Regions from separate parts of the Mus musculus genome. Here regions 1 and 2 are each linked to region 3. Evidence: chromatin contacts called from public HiCAR-type and HiChIP or PLAC-seq data. All regions are on one chromosome and are shown on one strand. The core of a region is the stretch at or near the end of the contact, and the rest is flanking DNA. Distances in the headings are between cores, read along the strand shown.

Region 1 (4,043 bases), core at 1,476-3,975, 1.2 Mb after region 3:
TTCAGGTCCTCAGGCTTGCAAGGCAAGCATATTAACAAGATACCCCCACCCCGCCTCCCCAGATAACATTTCTTATTCTGCTTTCAAAGCCTTCTTGATCTCGCCCCTGTTTTCCCTCTGACCAAACAACTTTGTCTCCTCTTGTTGTTGTCTACATCTTAATCTTTTTTTTTTTTCTCTGCCCCTGAACCCCTTTTCCCCAAGTTTAGGGCCTATGTACAGGGAAATCTAATGGGAATCACCTCTCCTCATCCTTAGCCATAGTTATTGTGCAAGCCAACTATTTCATGCTTCTCTTGGAAGCCTGTCTTTCTGCCCTTCCCCACTTTCAAGCCATGGGAGGTTTCAGTAGTTCCCCAGTGGGTCTCTGGGACGATGCACTCTTGGCCTGACCCACGAGGCACTGTGCTGTGTGTTTACCCCCCCCCCCCCCCCAGTTCTTACAGGGAACACAGTAGGAACCAGAAAAGAGAACAAATAAAAGTATCGAGGGCTGAAGATTTTGCAGTTCGCAGTGTACAACTTTAAACAGTACTGCATACTTACAGAAAATAAAGCTGTCTTTAGAAGTTATATATTTCTCAGCTAAGGATGTAGTTATGTTGGTATAGGGCTTGTCAAAAAGCTATCACATCGATATCCCATCTTTAGCACCACATGGGGCTGGGGAAGGCCTATAACCACAGCATTCTGAAGGATCAGAAGTTCAAAGTTATCCTTTGTTACATAGTGAATATGAGAGCAGCCTGGGATACATGCGACCACACACACACACACACACACACACACACACACACACACACACACAGATACTTTCTCTAGGAAAAGATCACACACAGCCTGGCATCGGTTTGGAATGAGAGTAAATCCCTAACATTGCTGTATATTCATTTTTTTCCCAGCAGGTTGGATAAAGTGTACAATCCTTTGACTTTTAAACACAAATGATAGATGTTGTATAAAAATCCTACCAATCCAAGCAACTGTAACTCCCAACCTGTAGGCTTTATATTCAGCAAGTTAAAAGGGAGGAAGCCTTTAAATTTTCTTGTTATTATGAAATGAGTGTGTGTGTGTGTGTGTGTGTGTGTGTGTGTGTGTGTGTGTGTTTCCCTTAAGGAACATGGGATTTGGTCTAAGTATTTTATGTTTGAAACTATGCAAAAAAAGACAATTTGATTTATTTTTTAGCATCAAACTGAATCTTATCAAGGTTTGAGCTCTTTGGAGTCTCTAAGTCAAACAGTGTATTTGTTTTAAGAACAAAGGAGGCAATAAAACAGCATGGGTGGGGAGGAGGGAAGGAGCCTAGGACAAAGTCCCTGGAAAGGTTGGGAAAAACAGTGGACAGAGAGGTGAGTTCCAGGGTACCTCAGTTCTAGCAACTCTAAAGCACACATCTTCAGCCATCTATCATACACAACTTTGTAGCCCATCGTGGTAGCCCATGCCTTTAATCTTAGCACTTCATAAACAGAGGCAGGTGGACCTGTGGATTTGAAGCCAGCCTGGTCTTTAAACAGTGAGTTCCAAGCTAGCCAGAGAGATAGTGAGATTCTGTTTCAATCAAAACAAAATGAAAAACAGCACTGTAGCCCCAGCACTTTCAGAATGTGGAGCCATGAAGATTCTGAGCCACTGGTTCAGGAGGCTAGGTCACGAAGTTTGCCCTAAACTCAAGGTCAGCCTGGGCTGCAGGAGACAAACTCAAACTTAAGAGTATTTTTAAAAACAAAACAAAAACCAGGGCTAATGAGATGACTTCGCGCAAACAATGCTTGCAGAAAGTAAAAGAGCCAAGTTTGATGCCCAGAACCTCCATAAAATATCAAGTGTGGTGGTGTGATTTGTAGATTCAGCCCTAGAGAGCTGGAGACAGGATCACCTCTGGGGTTCTGCTAGCCGGTTTGCCTAGCCTAGTTCACTAGAGCTCTAGGTCAGTGGGACACCCTGTCTTGAAAACCAAGGTGGGAGCCTGAAGATGTGGTTCAAATATCATGAACACTGACTGCTCTTCCAAAGGACCCAGCACCCACAAGCCTACTCACAGCCTGCTTTTATTATAGTTCAAGGGGATTGGGTTCTCTCTTCTGGTCTCTGTAGAGGCACAAGGCACATGAGTGGTGCAGAGACATATACATGCAGGCAAAACATCTGTACACATTAAATAAAATAAAATAAAAATTTAAAACCAAGGTGGATGGCAAGAAAAGACACCAGAATGTCCCCTCTGGGTTCCACACAAATGTGGCACACTTGCATGTGCACCTGTGTGACACCTGCACACGTGTGCACAAACACATGCATCCGCACGAATAGTCAATAACAAAGAACGGAAAATTTAAGACAAACAGGAATGAGAAACTTTTGTTATGTATCTTATGCTGGGCGGAAGCACATGAATTATATATACCACAGACTTTAGGGATAAGATCGAAGAGAGGCAAGAACACATAAATTCAAGGCCCAGGCTCCATGGAGGTTCACTAAGACACTGGAAGCACTATTAACCATTCGTAAGCCCATTGCTAGTGAGGGCATCAGCCGTGCTCTGTGGAATCTGTGGATCATTTAGCCGAGGGTTCGAGACCTGGCCCGGCTAGCTCGGTCTCTGCTCGCACCCCAGGCCCTAGCCCGCCGCTTACTGTGGGGCTCCATGGTCAGCTGCTCCCGGGGGCCCTCGGGCCCAGCCCTGGCGGCGCCGCCCTCCTAACGCCTGTCTTCGTCTGGCGTCGCTCGGGTTGCCCTGACAACCGGGGATGGGCAGGCGAGCGGGCGGGCGGGGCCCGGCGGACGGCGAGAGGGAGGGACCAAAAAGTGACGTGGAAACGCAGAGCAGCGCACGGGCGGGAGTGGCGCAGGGGGGTCGCGACCCGGGAGCGCGGCGGCTTCAGCAGAGCCGCGCCCCGAGCTCGGGAACGCTCTGTCAGCTCCTCTAGGGACCACGCGAACGTCGGCCGGGCTCGGGAAGCTCCCGCCCAGGCTCTGGGAGGCCTCGGCGGCCGCCGCTGCAGGTAACGGCAGGGCAGGCGGCGGGGAAGCAGGGAGGCCGCGCACCTGTTGCGGCCCCGCCCGACCAGGCACAGCTGAGGGCGAGGGCGCCCCCAGCTCCGGAAGGAGAACCGGAGCTCCGGCCTGAGATCTTCTGGACCCTGGTGGGTTAAGTCTAGGATGACCTGAGACGCCCCAGTGAGAGTCAGAACAAACCCTGCTCCAGCCGGATGACTCGGTCTTTGCACCGCCGTAACCCCAAGCTAGAGTCAGGGTTACCCCTGCATCTGGCGTCCGTCCAGGTCAGGGTCCGGATGAACCCGGAGATGCCCGGGTGAGAGTCGAGATAGACCCTGTTCCTGCTGGAGGACCCAGCTTTTGCCTGCCAGTACCCATTCTCCAGAGTGAAGGGCTATTGCTTCAGGATGTTGCCCCAAGTCATGGTCCGGACTCGGCCTTTGCGCGTGGCAGCTCTTTTCCAGGGTGGGTACCCTATACCGGGATGTTGTCCCAGGTCAAGGCTAGGATGACCCTAAGACTCCGAGTATGGGTGCTCTCAGCTCCTCCTGGAGGACTCGTTCTTTGCACCACATGTTTCAGAGAGGGGTGTTCGAATCCGTTTGCCTAGGTGAGGGTGTGAAAGCTGCTCCTGCCTCTATAGTAGGCCAAGGCTGTCTACTGAGACTACGGGCAGTTCCTCCCCTAGTCCTGCTCTGTCTATCATCCCCACTGTCACCTATCATATTTCAGGCTGTGGGCCCCTTGTGGGATCTTGGAAATTGGTTTAGTTTGGTGTGTGTGTGTGTGTGTGTGTGTGTGTGTGTTTGTGTTTGTGTTACAATACTCATTTTTCCTGTTGATTTTTTTTGGGGGGAGAGGGGGGTCACTGAGTCAGCCAAATTGTGTAGGATACTGGTTTCAAAGACCAGGATCCAGGTTTTCCTTTAAGAAAGGTGTGAAGGGGGGAAAAACCCACTAGGAATTTTTATCTGGTATGGTGTAGAATTTTCAAACCACCTCAGAGAGTGTCATGGGTTAAGGAGAGAAGAGGG
Region 2 (4,597 bases), core at 901-3,400, 1.1 Mb after region 3:
CACACTCGGAAGTCCTATTTGGGAATTCCTGTTCATTTCTTGCTATCTCCTGGAAGAACGAACTAGGGCAGTGAAGCAGATGTGATTAAACAAACAAATCAAGTTTATAGTAATCACCACAAATTGTCAAGCTAACATACAGAATGATCTAGAAAGGCCCATGGATCACAAACCGCGGAGTAGGCCTACGCAGCCGTTCACTGTGGACCACTCTGATTCTTTCAGCTCACACTTGTCTACCTCCCAGTCACACTTCTCAAGTGCTCCACATTTAAGGTTTAGGACCAATAGCAACACATGGGTGTGATTCTAAGCACAGATATCAGCCAGCTCCACTCAGGGCCCTCCTCGCTTACATTATTCTCATTATTCTACATTATTTCACATTGTGATTCACAGATGTGCCTGCCCTCTGGATTTTGTTTTTTTTTTTTTTTTTTGGGTTTTCTTTTTTTGTTTTTTTTTTTTTTTTTTTTGGTTTTTCGAGACAGGGTTTCTCTGTATAGCTCTGGCTGTCCTGGAACTCACTTTGTAGACCAGGCTGGCCTTGAACTCAGAAATCTGCCTGCCTCTGCCTCCCGAGTGCTGGGATTAAAGGCCCGTGCCACCACACCTGGCTAAGGGTAATTATTTTACATCTGTATGTCAGCCACCATCTTACCAATGTTTGAAAACCATCTTTTAAAGGCTAAATCACACCCACCCATGAGCTGAGTCCTTGTTTCTCCAAGAGATCTGTGGGCAGCAGACTGGCCAGCCTTGGGAAGCTGGTCAGACAGCAGGACTGATAGCTAGACACTGGAGTTAGGGCCAAGCCAGGTTGGCACACACCCTGCTGACCTCAAATGTGGAGGAACCAGACCTACCTGTCTACCCAGCCTTTCCTGGTCTTTACTGTTGTCTCCTCGGTTAATCACACAGCTTGCTGCCAGCAGCCCCACCTTTGGAATCCAGCCCTGAACACACAGACCTCACTTCAGGGAAGGAAAGGACACTCTTCAGCTAGGAGCCTCTAAGCTTGCTGCCTCTCCACTAGGGCCATAGCAGGAGGAAAAACTGCTTCCCAAGGCTGGGCGGGCAGAGAGCATGGCAGAAACCAAATCCTTCAAGGGTCTACAAAGCCCAGTTGAAAATTCATATTTATTTTCCTTGCTAGGAAGAATTGAGTTTTTAATCTTCAGTACTGATATAGTTGAGAAGGAACACTTTGGGGGCTGGCACATAGCTCAGTGGCACAATCCGTTGCCCAGCATGAACCAGGTCCTGAGAGAAAAGAGAGAAAGCAAGGGAAGAAAGCATGTCTCTTCCGCGCATCACGTGGTAGTCTCTATCCAGCTCTCTGCCCTGTCCTTCTAAGTCAAGTGATGAGGTAAGTGCCTGTGCCTCACCTCCCTGTCTAGCAAGCCGAGCTTCTGACCTGGTGGGGGTCAGGCACAGAGATAACAAATGAGACCAAAAAGAACAGAAAAGAAGCAGAAACGAATGTGGGCAATGAAGGGGAAAAGGAACACAAATCTATAAGATAAATGTGGTCGCCCTGTATGACACTGGAAACCACCACACTCCCCAAAGTGGAGTTTGCTCTGATTAATTCCAGGAGGGCAGGAGGTATTGGGGAGAAGCAACCATTCTAAGGCTAAAGTGATGCAGAGATTCCAGCTAGCTGCTGCCCTGTGAAAGAGGACAGGTCTGCCCCAATAACACCCACAAGCTCTGCGCTGTCAGACTTCCGGGCCTGGGCTTCCTGACTCAAATCTGATTCTATTTATTCTCTTCTGGATCTTGTTCTGCTAACTCTTCTGGCATGGCATGCACAGTCATCATAGGCCAGGCCCGGCGGCAGGCACCAGGCACAGCTCTGTTCATCCACAGGGATCCCAAAGGGAAGGTCTGTCTCTCCTCTTACCCACCTATCCCAACTGGAGAGAGGCAGGGGCTGACACTCAGTCAGGATTCCTGATTCCTGTGCCCCTCTGTGACTTGCCAACTGTGCTGCTGGCATCATTGCGATGTAATGATTAATCTGCTCTATCTAAAATTAACTCAAAGTAAACAGATGCCAGCTGAAGTGGGGCAGAGTGTCATCACAAGAGACACATTTAGCAGGAAAGAGCTGTGGCAAGCCAGCCTGACTCATACTGACAGGGCTGTAAGGAGAGCTCACAGGGCACCAAGCCTTGGGACAGTCCCAGCTCTTGGCAGGCCACTGGAGGATGGAGTTTAGGTGTCAGAGAAGAGAAACCTTTGAATCAGACGTTTGTAATCATCAAAGAGTAGCAAGTCATTGACACAGCTCTGGGATCATGGGGCGGGAAGCAACAACCCTTCCTCAGCACCTGTCTGTCTGCTTGTTCTTTCCCTTCCCAAGAATCAAACAGACAAATTGTAACTGGGCTCATTGCCAGTGAGTCACTGTCTTGTATTCCCAAGACACGGGAGTCATTACTTTTTTTTTTTTTTTTTTTTTTTTTTTTTTTTTTGGTGTTTTCGAGACAGGGTTTCTCTGTATATCCCTGGCTGTCCTGGAACTCACTCTGTAGACCAGACTGGCCTCGAGCTCAGCAATCTGCCTACCTCTGCCTCCCAAGTGCTGGAATTAAAGGCGTGTGCCACCACTGCCTGGTGAATCATTACATTTTGTGCTTTCTGAAACATTGGGGGTTTTGAGGAGACAGAGTGTAAGTGGATAGCTGACTTCCCAAGGTTTGTGATTACAGACATGTGGCACCTCACTTAAAGCTCTTTAGAAGCTTTTTAGGGGGTCCAAGTGGCTGGCTAGCACTGGCTCACACTGAAGTCACAGCATGTTAGATAGAAGCAGCAGGCCAACCAGATGTTTATCTCATTAGTGTCTTCACACCACATCAATTTAGATTTCCAACAGCCAGACGTCTCACAGAAGGCAAGAAGTTCAGGTTGCCAATGATTTCAGTTAGTACTATGGGAAGAGACAGTTAATATGATACAATACCTACAGTACCCAGCAAATGCCTTTAATCTCAAACTCAGAGACAGGCAGGTCTCTTGGGAGACCTAGACTAGCCTGATCTACATCTGGAAGGCCAGACCAGCCAAAGGTACATAGTGAGAATCATCTTTAAAAAGAAAAAAAGATTATCTTAATGAGTTAGCAACTTATGGTAATGCTGGTCCCCAAGCTAAGGGAAGGAGCGTGGTGATCTGGGTTCATCGCTCCTTCCCCCCTCCCCCCCCCCAACACGTTTGTGGCACAGGTATTAGTCCTTTAAAATGGCAGAACCAACAGGCTTTATCCCATGTGCAAATAATTTTCACCAGTGGCATCCCAAAGCGGAAGTTCTACTTGACCTCCGTGAGAAAGATCTCTGGTAACCCCAAGACGGGGTGAGGTGGGGGTGGGGCAGGATGCTGTGTGATTGCTGATTCTGTTTTACCTTCAGTCAGCCAACCCGCATAGTGATCAGGACACTGACAGCAGCCCAGTCCTCAGTCTCTGCAGACTGACAATGTGGGACTCAGGTCCAAAGCTAAGGAGACCTTTTCATAAGCAGACCTTGATAGAGCATGTTTGATACCACATTTCTTGTCTGCTGACAGGTGCTGTTGGGGATTGTGTTTTCTTTTCTCATCATATAGACAGCCTGCAGTATGAGGTGTTGGAGGGAAATGAAGATAAATGCTGTGGACAAGAGCAGAATCAAGGACCCACTCCTAACTCTGAAGGATGGTTTAAAACAAGTTACGGATGGGAAAACTTATTAGAATTTGACACCATCAAAATAGCAAAAATCCAAATAGCCACTGTGTTCAAGTGGCTGTGGGGAGAGGGGAGCTCACACTTGTTGCTGCTTAGAGTGACAATGGTTGTGACCCCCACAGACCACTGCTGGAGTTGGGATGGACCATGTCCCCCTAACAGCCTATGTGTTGAAGGCTTGGTCCTCAGCAAGCAAATGCAGGTTAGGAGGAGGGGCCTATGGGAGAGTCTTAGACCATTCTCGGTTTGTCTGTGAGGAGACCGTGGGGCCCCAGACTTCCCTCTTCCTTTGCTATTTCTTGGTCATGGGGTAAACAGTCCATGCCACTCTGCACTCCCCGCTGTTGCCATCTGGGGGTCCCATGAGGACCAAAAGCAGTGGCTCAAGTCCTTCTTAAATTGAACTTCCAGAGCAGAAGCAGTAACCTCCTCCTCCACGCTGGTCTCCCAGGTGTCGTAGAATGGAAAGCTGCTTTAAGAAGAATGAGAAGAATGATTCAGGGCTGGAGAGATGGCTCAGTGGTTAGAAAACCTGGTGAGGACCCAGGTTCAATTCCCAGCACCCACATGGTGACTCACAATTATCCCTAACTCCAATTCCAGGGAATCTGACGCCCTCTTCTGATGACTGTGGGAGCACATGTGGTGCACAGAAAGAGATACATGCAGGCAAATTTTTCATACACATAAACCTAAAAAGAAAAAGTTTTTTAAAAAGAACAATTTAATTATTACAAAACTAGCTTCAAGTACTCCAGGCCTAAACTCTTCCCCATAGATACAGATGCACAAACACAAAATGTCAGACTCAAAAGGTAGCCACTTTTGGTTTAAGTAAAATGGCCACACTGGTCTCCCGCT
Region 3 (4,701 bases), core at 1,664-4,163:
GAAACCAATTTATACCTAATTGATTCCTAAAATGAGTCTACTTTCTTTTTTTCTGGGGAAGCTGAACATAAGGACTCATTATAAACCCTTAATATATACATCTGTTCTGTCCACACAGAAACTATGATGCAAAGAGCATCTGTGGGCAGCAAGAAGGCCACAACTCCTCCCCCCACACAGCCCCGAACACAAGGCTTGCTTGACGGTTCTGAGCACGCTGATGCTCATGGAACAGTCCTCCCTAGTCAAATGACACACACTCTCAGCAATATCTCAATTTGTGATGGCAGACTTAGTGATGCAGTAGGTAAATGCAGTCATACATTTTACAATAGCAGGAGGTACACCAATGGCTCGCTTATTACTGCAACAGAATTCATGAGACTTCTTTAAGCAACTTAAAGAGGAAGGATTGTTGGGGTGTGGCCTAGAGGTATTAGTTCATCAAGGTAGGGAAGGTAGGAGCGACATGACAGTAGATGTACTCAGCTGGGACTTCTCGAACCTCTGGTAGGGAATGGGATGTGGGATCCAACTAGAACCCTCAAGGACTAACCTGATACCCTGACCCCTGCAACCTACTTCCTCCAGATAAGCTCCACTTTCCAAAGCTCCCACAACTTCTTCAAGCATCATCATCAGATGGGGCCCAAGTGAGCCTGTACAGAGGCATCTTAAATCCAAAGCAGGATAACAATAGACCTAGCAACAGCTGAAGTTACTGGGCAGCTGGAGAACTCAGAGCAACCACGGCTCAGCTAGAACATCTTCCAACCTGCCGGCCATAGCATGCCATCATTGCCTCCTCTAGGTAGCCATTGCGGGGATCATCACTGACACTGTCTCTAGAGACACCTAACCAGCTCACAGCGCCGCTTGTGGCTGAGCTCTGGCCTCCTCTGCACACTTTTCTGTCTATCTGATTTTACTCATGGATCCCAAAGCCAAACCTTCTATTCTCAATGGTGCCACTCCCACATTGCCTGGCAGATGTGCAGTGACATACTTAAGAAATAGGAAAAGGGGTTTCTAATCTTATGGATTTACAATAAGGTAAGATTTACAGAAAGTTTTCTGGACAGAATTCCCAAAGATGTAAGAGCACACCTGGGGAAGGGGGCAGCGGGAGGCATGTCAGGCAGGAAGTCTTGCCATCTGCTGTTACACAGTCCCATCCTACACAGCCCTCTGGCTTCTAGCTGGGTAGCAGAGTCTATTCACCCTTGCAGACTGTCCTAGTCAGAGTTACTGTTGCTGTGACGAAGTGCCATGAGCAAAGGCAACTTGAAGAGTAAAGGGTTTAATTCAATCATAGTTCCAAATCACTCTTCATCATTCAAAGCAGTGAGGGCAGGAACCTAAGCAGGGCAGGAGCCTGGAGGCAGGAGCTAATACAGAGACCATGCAGGGTCCTCCTTACTGGCTTGCTCCTCATGGCTTACTCAACCTACTTTCTTACAGAACCCAGGACCGCCAGCCCAGGGATGGCAGCACCCACGATGGGCTGGGCCCTCCCCCATCAATTGCTAATTAAGAAAATGCCTTTCAGCTGGGTCTTATGGGTGCATTTTCTCAATTGAGGTTCCTTCCTCTCAGATAACTCCAATTTGAATCAAGTTGACATAAAAGCAGCCGGCACACAGGCCCTTTCCCCAGCCAGATCCCAGCCGCCTCCAGGCCTAAAGACATAAATGGGCTGGCAATCAGAATTGGGAGAATCTGGGTCCTAAGGGGCATTTTAAAGAGTGGGAGGGACAGAGTCTGGGTTCCTCAGGCTTGGTGCTCTCTCCATGCAAAGGGAAGATATTTTAGAATGACCTCCTCCTGAAACGTGTGGACACATCATCCTACATAGACAATGCAGTATCTTACAGAAAGCCCTTTGAAAGAGCTGAAAGTATATATAAAACAGAGAGCTGGGCTCTATCAGCCCACTGTATGAGGATAGAGCAATGGAGTGGCCTGGAATACTAAGATGGGATACAGGGATAAAAGGATACATAGAAACAAACCAGAGCCTGTCTTCTGTCTGAAAGGTGTGCTTGTAGGGGTGGGTGATTAAGAGCATTTCCCATCTGAATCCCAGTTCATTGGCCAAAGCTTACCACCATGTTATCGGTGGGGGCTACTTTCCAGTATGTCTCAGGTAGGGCTGGGAGACCTGTATGCAAGAATACTTAGTCCCAGTGTCTGCTCCTCAGCCCTGCTAGGCATCGGGGAAGACCCTGAACCTGCATCAGAGAGCTCACAAGACTCTGGTGGAGTTTGGGGTATATGCTGGGAATTGTCCTCTGTTCATGCTAAAGAAATCTCTTTTCCGAGTTTATTTAACTCTGATCAAAACAAACACAATCTCCCACTGCCTCTCTAGGGGGGTGAGGGGCAGAGGGACTAGGAGGTCCAGATGAGGAACAGTGGAGATGCCTGCTCTGACATGTCCACAAATTATCAGGATGCAACAGAGCTGATAGGCAGGCAGACACTCTCTACTTTGTCCCTAGGCCAATAAACAGGTCTGCGTTTCAAATCCTTATTTGAGGGACAGACTCCTGGTTGGTTACAAACGTAAAAAAATGCAAGAGAAACCTTCATCCCTAGTCTCTCCAAAGACACATCTGCAGGTGAGGGGGCGGGCGCCTTGCCCAGATGTCCACTCCCATCTAGGGTATTAACTACCCAGCAGGGGTAGGCTGGTTGACACCACAGAAAGCCATCAAGCAGGGTTTCCTATAGACAGCCCCACTCCTGAAGAAGAAATCAATAGGGTCCCCGTGCCTGCCTGAGGTGGCTCCTAGGTAGACTCAACAAGTTCCAGGGGCCCCGCAGCGCCGCCTGCAGCTCAGAAACCCTAGGAATGTGGCTGAGGAGCTCCGCGCACAGGCAGCAGCCAGCGGCTGCTTCCAGCACCTCCTCCTTCTCCTCCTCCTCCTCTTGCCCGCGATCCGTCTCTGGCTGGAGGGGCTCCTTCACGCGCCCGGCCCCCGCCCCACGCACGCGGCCTGGCCCGCCCCCGCCCCACCCCCGCCCCACGGGCCCCGGGGCTCCGCCCGCCTCGGTGGCAGGCGAGCGCACAGGCGACTGGCGCGCAGCTCCCGGTGCCCTCTCTTCAGTCCTCTGGCCGCTCGGCTGCATAGAGTAGCCGGGACCTGGTGCCTCGGCCAGGACTCCCCTCCCGCTCCCTCCCCGTCTCCGCCCCCTCCTCCCGGCCCCGGCTCCCGGATCTCGCCGAAGACAATTGCAGTAAATGAGGACATCTGAGGAGCACGGAGCCGGGTGGCTGTGGCTGGCTCCGCCGCGCCGCGATCGGGCGAGCGCGCGGGCGTCCCCGGAGCCGGCCGAACCACTGCCTCCCCGTGCGCGTCGCTGAGCAGGAGCCGAAGGGACTCGAGCTGCGGCGCGGGGGCCGGCCGGGCCGGGCGGGCCGGGCCCGTGGCAGTGGAGGGGGCGGGCGGCGGGCACGCAGCTGGCCAAGTCTCCGGAGCCGAGCCTCCTTCAGCGCGAGCCCGGAGATCCTTGCCGTGGATGCTCTGCCCCGAGTGCTCCGTGCCGCGCCAGGCTTGCCAGGGTCCGCGGCAAGACATGCCCGAGCCAGGCGCTGCACCGACCTCCACTTATCAGTAAGCAGCCAAAGGTAAGCAGAGCCCAGCATGCCCTCCTCCTGCACCCCAAGCCCTCTGTACTTGACCGCTGGCAGATGGGCGCAGACCCTGGCTCTTGCGCACGCAATAGCCCCTAAACTGGCTTCGCCTAGGTCCGGGACGGCGGGTGTAGCCCAGTGTAGACCCGGTGGCGGGCAGCGGCGAAGGTGGGGGGCGAGGTTACGCAACTGCATCTGGCAGGACCTAGTCGCCCAGGGGCATCTGGCAACTTTGGCTACAGTCTTGGAGGAGCGGGAATATGATGTCTATTCTAGACAAACGCCACAGCCTTGTGAGCACAGGACATCCTTGGCCAGGCAGAACTGGGCGGGAGGGGGTTGGGGGCTCTGGGGACGACCATCTCCCTGGAACGTTCGAGGTTTTGAAAGTATTATCCAAACTAAAGCGAACTGCCAAGTACAGTACAGCTGATTAACTTCAGGGAGATGGGGGGAATAAGTCTGAGCAGAGGGGCCCTGCCGCCTGCTGTTGAGCAAAGACCGAAGCAGGAGAGAAGGCAAAAAATGCCCACGTGAAATGTTGGTCTCTTCTCTTGGTTACGGGTATAGGCACCTTCTCTGAGCTGGGGTCTGCACCCCGCTGAGCTTCCGAGTGCACATGCCTGACCTGCACAATCGTGGGAAACCAACCGATGCTGCGGATCCTAGGGAGCTAGTGAGGGCAGGAAAGAGGAACGAACAGGGGCCAGCCCCAAGCAGGGGCAGAGACTAGAGCCCAAAGTCAAGAACAAGACTCGGCATCTTGCTTGTTCATGCTCAGGGTTCCAGGCTGGCGTCTCTGCTGCTTGAAAAAGAAAAGGAGCCTCTCCCTGTGACCTCAACATTCTACTACCCTGAAAATATGCCACAAGGAGATGGAGCCAGTGATAAAGGGATGCCAGAGTGGGGGAGGAGAGGCACCCCTGGAGTAAATAAGGAAGAAAAATGGGTGCCTTCTACTCTCTGCAGATCAGGGCTCAGGTCCCTTCCCCTCTCTTGGTGCATGCAGGCCTGGGGCTGGGGGACTGGCTGCCCTGTTGGACTCATGAGCTAGAGGCAGCAGG

Evidence for each region. HiCAR-type assays count read pairs that join an accessible place to other places. HiChIP or PLAC-seq counts read pairs in DNA pulled down with a chosen protein or histone mark.
Region 1: a contact with region 3 is called in a HiCAR-type map of astrocytes, with 4 times the contacts expected there. The contact joins the promoter of Fank1 here to the promoter of Insyn2a in region 3. A contact is called at or near these places in 2 of 39 promoter capture datasets (the 3T3-L1 cell line and embryonic stem cells), 2 of 115 datasets of contacts at active chromatin or transcription factors (astrocytes and forebrain) and 2 of 9 other capture datasets (adipose tissue and embryonic stem cells).
Region 2: an H3K4me3 HiChIP or PLAC-seq map of forebrain shows a contact between it and region 3, with 6 times the contacts expected there. The contact joins the enhancer-like site here to the promoter of Insyn2a in region 3. A contact is called at or near these places in 4 of 39 promoter capture datasets (the 3T3-L1 cell line, cranial neural crest, embryonic stem cells and 1 more), 1 of 484 Hi-C or Micro-C datasets (cortical neurons), 5 of 115 datasets of contacts at active chromatin or transcription factors (embryonic forebrain, embryonic hindbrain, embryonic stem cells and 2 more) and 2 of 9 other capture datasets (adipose tissue and embryonic stem cells).

What each region holds. Positions count from the first base shown.
Region 1 is chr7:133,775,573-133,779,615 of GRCm38.p6, reverse strand. It overlaps Fank1 (fibronectin type 3 and ankyrin repeat domains 1), which reads right to left and starts at 2,725. Exons shown (of 11, transcript NM_025850.2): 1 at 2,646-2,725. The coding sequence starts at 2,658. Dhx32 (DEAH (Asp-Glu-Ala-His) box polypeptide 32) reads left to right here and starts at 2,813. Exons shown (of 12, transcript NM_133941.2): 1 at 2,813-3,014.
Region 2 is chr7:133,791,229-133,795,825 of GRCm38.p6, reverse strand. The region is part of intron 1 of Fank1 (fibronectin type 3 and ankyrin repeat domains 1); the gene reads right to left. Among named protein-coding and RNA genes, the nearest start is that of Fank1, 17 kb to the right of the region's middle. Within about 2 kb of position 2,150, at least 132 of the 459 cell types and tissues checked have an H3K27ac peak or open chromatin away from gene starts, as enhancers often do. A contact at or near this core is called in adipose tissue, cortical neurons, forebrain and 1 more, where this site is marked.
Region 3 is chr7:134,936,642-134,941,342 of GRCm38.p6, reverse strand. Insyn2a (inhibitory synaptic factor 2A) reads left to right here and starts at 2,913. Exons shown (of 4, transcript NM_001143802.1): 1 at 2,913-3,631. The region is part of intron 27 of Dock1 (dedicator of cytokinesis 1); the gene reads right to left.